Linked DNA regions of Anas platyrhynchos: region 1 is linked to region 2. The links are chromatin contacts, called in public Hi-C maps. All regions are on one chromosome and are shown on one strand. Each heading gives the region's core, a stretch centred on a gene start, on an enhancer-like site or on the middle of the called end of the contact. The rest is flanking DNA. Distances are from core to core; before and after follow the strand shown. Region 1 overlaps CDYL (chromodomain Y like). Region 2 holds the start of CDYL (chromodomain Y like).

Region 1 (5,286 bases), core at 2,418-4,917, 48 kb before region 2:
AAAGTGCAACTTTAACAAAGAGATGAAGAATGTGTCAGTGCAGGAAGCTCCAAGGTCAGGCTAGTTCTAGGAGATGGGGCGGCCCCTCTGGGCTTCCCTCTAAGCAGAGGTTCACCCACATGTTGTGGAATGGCTGAGTTGGACCCTGGGCTTCTGTGAAAAAGATATTGGTAACAGAAATCCTAAAATGCTAGGAAAAGAGCCTAGTGTCAGATATAACCATGGTCTGCAAAATATTCTTCTTTTGTAACTTGCTTCCACATTTGTAATCAGAAAGTTACTGCTTGATTTGGATGTTACTCCCCAAAAGTTGTAGATAAGCTTAAGTACCCACAAAACCATAATAAATTAGGACATTGGCTTCTGTGTCACAGCAAACTGCACACCTCAGCTCAGGGGCAGTGTGGTCAGAGAAGGAAAGCCTAAGATAATGTACTTGAACTAATATACCTCCAGAAACAGATAGAAGACAAATACACTGCATATTTTTGTGCTACCATGTATTGTGGCTATCTCCTTGGTTCCCCCTTTTTTGATCTATGCCTTAAGGTCTTGCAAAAATGTAAGTGTAAGAAAAATCTCATATTCCCATTATCCCAAGCAGAGCTTTCAATATTAGATGGTCAGACAAATGCCTCAGAAAAGCTGAAGGAGGTGGTGACAGTTGAGGGACCTGTAACACCTCAGTGAAACGCATTAATGTACCTCAGCTAATATCTTATATGTCATTATCGTTCCTGTGCAGGCCTTTCCGCTTCCACTTAATGCCCTATAACAGGCCTTTGCGATACCAGTATTATCAGAGTGAAAGGTTGCTGGGAGTGATGTAATCATTTGTGGTTATTGACCTACCCAGTAAGTTTTTTATGTTGTTTTTCTTTCTTGTGTGTGTGAACGCCATGAGGAAAATCCAGGATGCTGGAGGCAGTGCTTATCAGCCACTTCACTAGGAACACCATCATACTACAAAACGTGCATTAATTATCATGAAACCATCACGTGTGTGAACACACTCATCTGCCTCACCTACTCAGAAAACTTGCATACTGGCATGCACCTCTTGCATTTTCCCCTCCAGCTTTGTTTACATCCTCTGAGATTTACATTCCTTCTTTAGCCCATGCAAAGGACGAGATATTCCTGGCATCAGTGTGTTCATTACCATGGTTACCTAGTTCAACTGCAGCAAAATGGGTTGGTCCATGACCTGACACCACAGCTCCAGAAGAGCATTCCTCCCTTATCCACTGCTTTTCAACCTCTCCTGCTACAGCAGCTTTCCCTCCCCCACCCCCAAAATCTGTATGTAAGCAATAATGGGGCATGCAACACAAACTCTCACAAAGTCTTCAACATATTTTTATGCCTATAGCTTGTCTCTAAGCATGTTTTCTTGCAGGCCCAGTCCTTGGGTTTCAAGATTTTTTTTTCCAGCAAGCTGTCATCAAAAGAATACTTGCAGATTTTACCCTCTATTTGAAGAGAACGTTATACTTGAAATCTTAGCTTCGGAAGCATGCTTACAACAACAACCTAGGTCCATCATGGAAGAATAAAAGTTCGGGACATCAGCAAAATGACTGTCTTAATCCAGTCTCTCAGCAGGGTGTGGGGAACAAACAGCTTTTCCCCACACACAAAAACACTTTGGGTTTATTTGGTGTTAAAAATGTACAGTTTATTCAACTTGTACTATAAATCTACTGAGATATTACCATGTCAGACATTAAATCTAAATAAGATCTCAATATGAAATGAGGTATAAACTACAAAATATTGATAAAATATAATGAAGACAGAATTCAATCCAGACAGAAGGCATATGTATCTGCACAACTGACTCAAATTCTCACCAAAATAAAACTTAATCAACTTTACTTTTTATTGTCCAGGCAAAGTTTATAGTAAAATAGGTACATAAACCATTATGAAGAATTCCTGCTCTTATCACTTGTCTATTTGGATAATGTATGCTTCTAATGTTCATAACAAAATTGAGTCTGACATATTTAAAGAAACTTAAAGCAATGATGCTATCTCTTAAAATGGTACACTGAATATGTGTACCACACGATGTCAAAGCAAACACAGATGTATTTTATGGTGACTCTGAAAACACAAATATCAATGAATCTCTGTGAGGAAAGCAAAGGCTGGTAAAATTCAAAATGGCTTTATAGTCATACAGTTATGTAAAAATAAAGTTGTGAAGTTCTCCAGACTTGATTTAACATGGCTGAAACAGAGTGGATAATTTATTTACATCTGAACAGCTAAAAAGATCAGTCAAATGAAAAATCTACATAAAAAGACCAACTTGCACACTTACCTTTTCCATTTATTGTTAATGCTGATGCAATTGTGGCTGTTACTGGCACTGGCAATTGTGGCACTAATGGATGTATCCTTGGTCTGCTCCCCATCCTGGCACGCTCTGCACCAGGTCCTAATAACGCTCCCACTGGTTTTTCTGCTGCTACTTCTGGTGCTACAGAGTCTTCTTGATCCTGGTCTATGTGGTCCATTTTATCAGGGCTTTCATTCTGGAAGCCATCAACAGTTGTCCGGCTCTTAATTGGACTTTTGGGCACTAGAATTTTAATACCTGATTTTGCAAGGTCCATATTTTTCCTTCCAGAAAGAGATGGTGAGTTGTTTTTCCGGAACTTCTGGGTGGCAGTAAAGAGTTGATTATTTTTTGACTCATGGTCTTTACCCATAACTAAAGATTTAGTGGATGTCTTTGAAAAAGAACTATTGGTAGATCTAGAAATTTGTTTTCTGGCATTATTTGGAGAGGTCCTGTTTGTCCTGGTTAATGTGCTTTCTTTCTGCTTTTCATTGTGACGTCTGTTAAATTCATGTATATATTCCTCACAATTAACAAGGTGCTGTTCTGGCTCCCAGGTATCATCTTCACTGTCGTATCCTTTCCATCGCACTAAATATTCTGTTTTTCCCTTCTTGTTTTTCCTCTTGTCAACAATTCTCTCTACCTGTTGAAAATGAAAATTAAACATTAGATATGGGCAGATACGCAAGTCGAGTGAGCAACTTTCATGCAAACAATTCTTTTTTAAGTGTAGATGGATTTAAAATTACAGTTGCAGTTCTGTACTTCTGTATTGTAGCTCTGTATCTCATAGTCTTTCATTACTGACTGAAAACACCCTTCTTTAAACTTCAGATTGTTATTTCTGTCTAATAAAAGATGTTCTAAAATACCAAAGTTATTCTTCAACGCGTATTTGGTATGCACAAGAACCTGAATAAACATATATTGTTAACGATCGGCACTGGCCCCAGCTAAGTTTCAATACCAGCTTCAACATCTTAATCAATGCTTCTCTGAATATAGAGACCATGTTCAAATATACTGCAAAAACAGTTTGTTTACCTTAAAAAAATATCAGTTTAGTATTGTTCAAATAATTTGCTTACTTAGCATAAGGCACATGTGAGAATCTTTTCCTTATGGTGAGAGATCCTTTAGATACCAGGGACAATATGGTACAGCTCAGAAATTGGAGCAAATACGCAAGAATTTTTAGAGTTTGCTTTGTCTTCTGAAAACAGAGAACTTGTTTTGGCCAGAGTCTTTGATACACATACTTGAACCAATTACCATGCCTCACTTATCTGCAAATAGAGATGGTATTTATGTCACAAGTATTAAGCATGCACATGCTATAACAGCATGTGGGAGCCACAGGCTAGAGGAATTCAGGCACTGGAGTAAAGCACGACAGGGCAGACAGCAGCAGCTGCAGGAACAGAGCCTCACGCCTTGTACCAAAACTACTGCCAGTCATGCAGCACCTCAGAAACTGAATTCTTTCACAGAAGAAAAAAAAAAAAAAAGAAAAGATGCAAGTGTAAGGTTAGTCTCACAATTCCCCTTTTTCAGAAAAGGCTGTTTCTTCTGGTAAATCCTCCAACCCACTTCAATTCAGTTACGGAACCAATACAGCTTTCTTCCCCATCTCTATCTCCCTTTTGGTTATTAGGTTAAAAAAAAAGAGGTGGAAAAAAAAGTGGGGGAAGCGAAATGGGATGAAACTACTGCTTATTAACTTAACTCCTAGCCCTGCTGCTTAGCCACTCATGAGCTAAGACCATGCACATAAGCAAGAATCACACATACTTAGGATAACCTCTGAAGACTAGTAACACTTACTGGAGTGGCATAAAAAAGAATGTAGGATATACAAAATAATTTGGAAGGACTGAAGGAAAATACAGGTATATGTGCCATTGCTGAATCACATTATCATTTACAACAGTTTCCCTGAAGAGTGCACTTCAGCTTTGAATTTTTGTGTTGCATGTTATCATAATGTATGGCATTGTTTTCAACAGCAAAGTTAAATGATTACTGTTACTAATTACTATTATTACAATCTCAGCAGCAAACTAACTATACATCCTAGAACTTGATGTATCCTTCAGGTGTTGTACTATGCTGTCTTGTAATTAGGATGTTGCATCATTCTGTTTTTTAAGGTCTAGAAAATCAAACAAAAAATCCACTACAAATGAAAGAAACACAAACTGTCAGACTAGTCCCAGTTTTACTTTGTTACTCGGTTATATGGTATTGGCAATTCAGTACATTTTAAAGTGCAATACAATAAAAATTGTCCAAATATTAAATATTTTAATATTTAAAAATATTAAAACAGTTTTTATGCTGGTTATTGCACTTTTTAGTCGAGTCACTGGACTTAAAAACCCCACAGTATTGAAACTATTATTTTTCTATGACACTATACTTAACATCTTAACTAAAATGCTATCTCAAATAATAAAGCCATAATGGAAAAATAAGCCTTCATTTAAAAAAATAAATTAGTAGACATGAAGTAAAGATATTCAGTAGTAAGTCAGAAATATTAAACAAAAACATAAAAACTAACTCATGAATCAGAAGCCTGATATCATGTCATCAAAAAATTAGTTCCTGCACTAGTTTTGCATATCATTTCTCCTTCTCTTGACCTTCTAGAGTAAAATTTAAAAATATGATTCTCAGAGAAAGATCTCTGCTACTAACAAGGTATTTTTTTTTCCTATCAGGAAATCTTCATAACAAACTACATTGATTACTGGGCACAAACTTCTACTAATATCTTTAGATGTTGAAAGGCCACCCATTAAGGACATGCCCCTTTAAAGTAGGAAGCCATTCTTCTCTTCCAAAAAAAACCAGACACCTTGCAGAGATAACAGATGAGCTCTAGAACAGGAGATGCAAAAATCCATTACTAACCTGATGATTTATAGAGC
Region 2 (4,583 bases), core at 817-3,316:
TGAGAGACGCACTTTTGCCCAATGAATACGATACGATGCGTAACCTTCCTAGTGAGGATGACCATGGTCAACAGCCTACTGAGCCTTTCATACAAGTCAACATTGGGAACACAGCCTAAGACGAACAAACAGATTAATAAAGACTGCTCACTGTTTAACTTCAGCCCAGCATCCAGCAAGCAGAACTTTTCTTGTCATTCTTATGCCTATGGAAAATGACGTCCCATTGTTGGTCATTGAACAAATCCAGAAACACGCAACACGCAAGCATTGGCCACAGCACGGTCTACGGGCCCAACTCTTCAAACCCGACAGAACTTTTCCTGAAGTCAAAGCAAGTTTTGGGCAATTCTTTCCTACACAGAGCGGTCCCTACGTTTCTCAGCCACTTCCAGGGATCATCCCTTCAAGACTGGCTTAAGCCATGCTATGAGAATGGGGGAAACTTGCCAAAGCAATTAACCGTGATTTATCTGCCTTGGGAACACAGGCCTTCAGTCCTCTCATCCATCAGTTCAGCACCTCTGCTCAGCCTTCAACTTGCTTCAGACATAAGCCCACACGGGGTACCCTTCACGGGCTTACACAGGTCTGTTCGCCCATGGGTGTAATGCCACTCTGAGGAGACACCTGCGCACCAGCAGCGCGCAGCGAGGTGTCTCCTTCTGCCAAGTGTCCTGAAGGCCGCCTGTCTCCTTTGACCTTAGCATTCCAGCCTCTAGATATAAATATTATTATTTTTTTTATAAATCGCGGACTGGCTGCCTGCTAACCATGTGATAAACACCGTTTTGGCTTGGGGTGACTACCCCATTTACCCAAAAGACAAGACAGGCTCCGAAGCGGCCGCCGCTTCGCACTCCCAGGGATGACTTCTCGTCAAAATAAAAACAAGGAAGTTCAATCCAAGAGGACCATGATGCCTTTCAATTAAGGGCAAGGATGTGAAAATTGCCACACACAGGACAGGAAATTCGAAGTTGGGCTGTCACCGCACCCCCCGCCGCCACCCCAAAACCCTTCCCCTGCTGCCAGCCTGCCCTGCGGCCGCCCCGCCGAGGGCCGGCGTGCGGGAGCCCCAACTCGGGAGCCCCAACTCGGGAGCCCCCCCGGCTCCTCGGGCAGCCGTGCCCGGCGCTGGGGCTCGGGGCAGGTCGCGATCGTGGCGTTTGGCATCGCGGCGCGCAGGATGGTGGCACAGCACTCGGCTGCGGGGACGGCGCCGGCAGGGAGCAGCGCACCAACACCCCCCCCCCCCTTTTCCCTCTCCCTTTACACACACGCACACGCACACACGCAGCCCGGTTCCGGACCCGGGCGCTAACTCGGCTTTGCACGCCTCTTTGCACGCCTCTTTGCACGCCGCTGTGGCGCGCTCGCCCCGGGGCCGAGCGGCGGCGGCTGTCAGCGCTGCTCCCGGGCAGCGGGGGGACCGGGGGGGGACCCGCGGGGTCCGGAGGGGACCGGGGGGGACCGGGGGGGGCCGCGCAGGCCACGGGCGGCAGCGCTCGGGCTCCTGCCCTCCTTCCGTCCCCCCGCCGGGGGCAGCCGGGCCGGGGCCCTGCCGCTGGGGGTGACACGGGGCCAGGCGAGCCGCGGGCGGGGCGGGGTGCGGCGGGGTGGCCGGCGGGGCCGGGGCCGGCGGCGGGGGGGCTGTTACCTCGTAGAGTTCCTCGGAAGCCATGCTGGGGAGCCTCACAAGGTGGAGTTGGGTGCGGGCTCGCGGAGACTTTGTTTCAGTTGGTGGCCGTGTGGCCTCCTCCTCCCCCGGCTCCTCCGTCTCCCTCCTCCTCCTCCTCCTCCTGTTCTTGCTGCTCCTCTCTTCTTCTTCTTCTTCTTCTTTTTCTTCTTCTTCTTCTCCTTCCTCCTCCCCCTCCTCCTCCTCCTCCTCCTCCTCCGCCCCGCGCGTCTCTCTCCAGCGCACCCAGCAGCCCCGCTCGCTGAATGCCGCTGAGCTGCCGCTGCCGCTGCCGCTGCTGCTGGCGGCGGGGCTGCGCGCACCGCAGCTGCGCAACGCGGCTCGCGCCCCGATCGCGAGCGCGCCCTCGCGCTCTGCTCCCCCCCCACACCCCCCCTCCCCTCCCCTCTCCTCCCCTCCCTCGCTCCGCCACCTCCCGCGGGCGCGCGCACGCGGCGGCGCCCCGCTCACGCGCGCGCGCTCCCGCCTCCTCCTTTCCTCCCCCCCCACCCCCCCTCAAGCCCTCCGTTCCCCGGCCCGGCCCGCTCGCTCCCTCCCCAGGAACACTAATCGAGCGCAGAGAGAGCGCCGCCGCTCCGCCTCGCCGCCCGCCCGGCACCATCCTCCCCCCCCCCCCCTCCTCCTCCTCCTCCTCCTCCTCCTCCTCCTCCTCCGCCTCCCCCCGCTTTGATCTCCCATTGTCTGCCCAGCCGGGGCTCGGGGCCGCCCGCGGGACGGGCGCGGGCTGGTGGGGGGCACATGCACACGCACACGCGGCACCCCGCCGCCCTGCTTCCTCCTCCTCCTCCTCCTCCTCCTCCTCCTCCTCCTCCTCCTCCCGTCCAGGTGAGCGTCTGTCCCGCAGCAGGGAGCTGCGCCCTGCCGCAGAGCAGCGCAAGTTAAAGCGGAGTTCATCACACGCGTGCAGTCAACCCACACACTGACTCAACAAATTTTTGATCAAGTTGCCTCTTGCTTCTATTTTATTTTATTTTTTTTTTGGCCAAAGACTTGCAAAAGCATTTCTCAGAAACGGAGACACCCCTCAATATTCTACTTTGATAAACGAGTTTGGGACCGCTGTCCAGGAGGCATCCGTTCAGAAAATGCCGATCTACTTACGGGATTTGGGTGATTTGTACAGAAAGGACTGGAAATTCCTTTTGGAGATGCGGTTTACCCATCCATCCGTTCTTCGTGACCAAAAGATCACTTCCTCCAGGCCAACGTTCTTCCTCTAGGTGACTGAAAATCTGGCACTGGACAGCCAGATGGACACCATTTCCATAGACAAAATGTCTGCCACCTTCAGTACTTTTGTAATTTCCTAACTAGCCTATGAAGAGTTTAGAACTGGTTGGTCTTGAAACCATTTCTTGAGGTCTTCAAGAGCTGGGCTTAACCTAGGTATTGTAAAAGGGGGCTGTTCAGTGACAGGATCGTTGACCCAAGTATGGGCCTGTGTAAGAAATGGACGTGGTTGAGGTCTAGGATCTCCGTGACTGCCTTCCTCTTGACCCTGAGGTGAGCATTCACTCAGTTTCTGGGCCGTGGTCTGAATCCTTTTTGAGCCGTACACAGCATACCATCATTGTAGCTGTCTTTTGAAGGACAACCTTTTAAAGTATTCTGTAGTCATGTTTTGGCAAAGGGTTGGCAGCAATGGTTGCTGAAGATGTTACTTCACTTGCAAGGCATAAGCATAGAACACAGGAAGTTCTTCTTTTCTTGCCCCCTCTTTTCTGTTTTAACGTTGTAGTCAAACAGATCCTAGGCGTTTTGTTCTTCTGGATGACTAAAAAGAAATACAGTTCATCAGTACTTCTCTATTTTTAGTACTTCATGGAAACAACAAAAGCTCAGAGTTATTACTAATTTTAAATGTTTCAACCACCATCCACATTACATCTTCATTGAAGGACGTTCTTCTTTTACACATATTCATTGCTTGCAGTGCCATTAATTCTTCTTTGCTGCCTATTCTAACCTTTTGTCCTTGTTGCTTTGTAAGACTTCTCAGGTGAATCAGCCATACTGTTCAAAAATACCACGTGATACTGCTGTGGTTCAAGCATCTGAGAGGTACCAAGTTTTGTGACTAGTGTCAAGGTTTTGCATTTGGGTTTTGTTACATTAAGTTTCACGATAGCTTGATCTCTTCTTGCTCTTTCTAGAAAAAATTGAGTTGTCTAAAAGTTGTGTGTGTTGTCTAGATCAGCATTTCCTTCTAATTTTTTAAAGTGTTTCACACTTTCCTCACTGAGGCAGGATGTATCTTTTTTATCTGCCTTTTCTATTGAACAGTCTTTGTTGTTAAAATGAAGCTTTACAGCAACTTTGTAAATGGCTTTATTAACGTGGCATACCGATGTTTCTAGTAAAGAGGTTGTATGGAATACAGTTACTGAGCAGTCTAGGACAAGTGAAAAGCCAGGCCTGTTTGAAATCTGAGAGTAGCAGGGCGTCTTCTTAGAGGTGAGTGAAACAGCCTTGGTTAACCCAGTCTTGGAAAGAATCAGACAATATGAAAAAAGCACAAGTTTTAGCATACAGTGCTTCCAGTTTGAAGAAGACAACTGCCTGTAGTGGCAGTCTTGGCAAATGTCGGGACAATCATTCTTTCAATTAGCAGAGTGAAGAATGTTTAAATGTATGGACAAGGTGCAGATCATGGAATCACATTAATTTAAAAAGGTCAACTCCATTTCAATATCACCATGTGCCACCGAAATGTCTATAAAGATCTTCATTGATGGTGGAATGGCTGAATTTGGGATAGTTATGGTGTTAGACCATAGCTGCCTAAAAGTTGGCATTAGTGAAAATATCACAGAGGTCTGTATTAGATGGCAATGAGTCTACACTTCCAGAATTTGCTCTGACCAAGGCATCTCAGCCATATGTG

The links. A called contact is a pair of places that touch in the nucleus more often than the background predicts.
Region 1: a contact with region 2 is called in a Hi-C map of F1 follicle, with 1.7 times the contacts expected there. The contact joins the enhancer-like site here to the promoter of CDYL in region 2.

The regions. Positions count from the first base shown.
Region 1 is chr2:89,003,517-89,008,802 of IASCAAS_PekinDuck_T2T, reverse strand. It overlaps CDYL (chromodomain Y like), which reads right to left. Exons shown (of 7, transcript XM_027451619.3): 2 at 2,330-2,996. Among named protein-coding and RNA genes, the nearest start is that of CDYL, 49 kb to the right of the region's middle. Within about 2 kb of position 3,667, at least 3 of the 8 cell types and tissues checked have an H3K27ac peak or open chromatin away from gene starts, as enhancers often do. A contact at or near this core is called in F1 follicle, where this site is marked.
Region 2 is chr2:88,954,336-88,958,918 of IASCAAS_PekinDuck_T2T, reverse strand. It overlaps CDYL (chromodomain Y like), which reads right to left and starts at 2,066. Exons shown (of 7, transcript XM_027451619.3): 1 at 1,661-2,066. The coding sequence starts at 1,684. It overlaps LOC106019911 (a long non-coding RNA gene), which reads right to left. Exons shown (of 4, transcript XR_003495433.3): 4 at 3,196-4,583.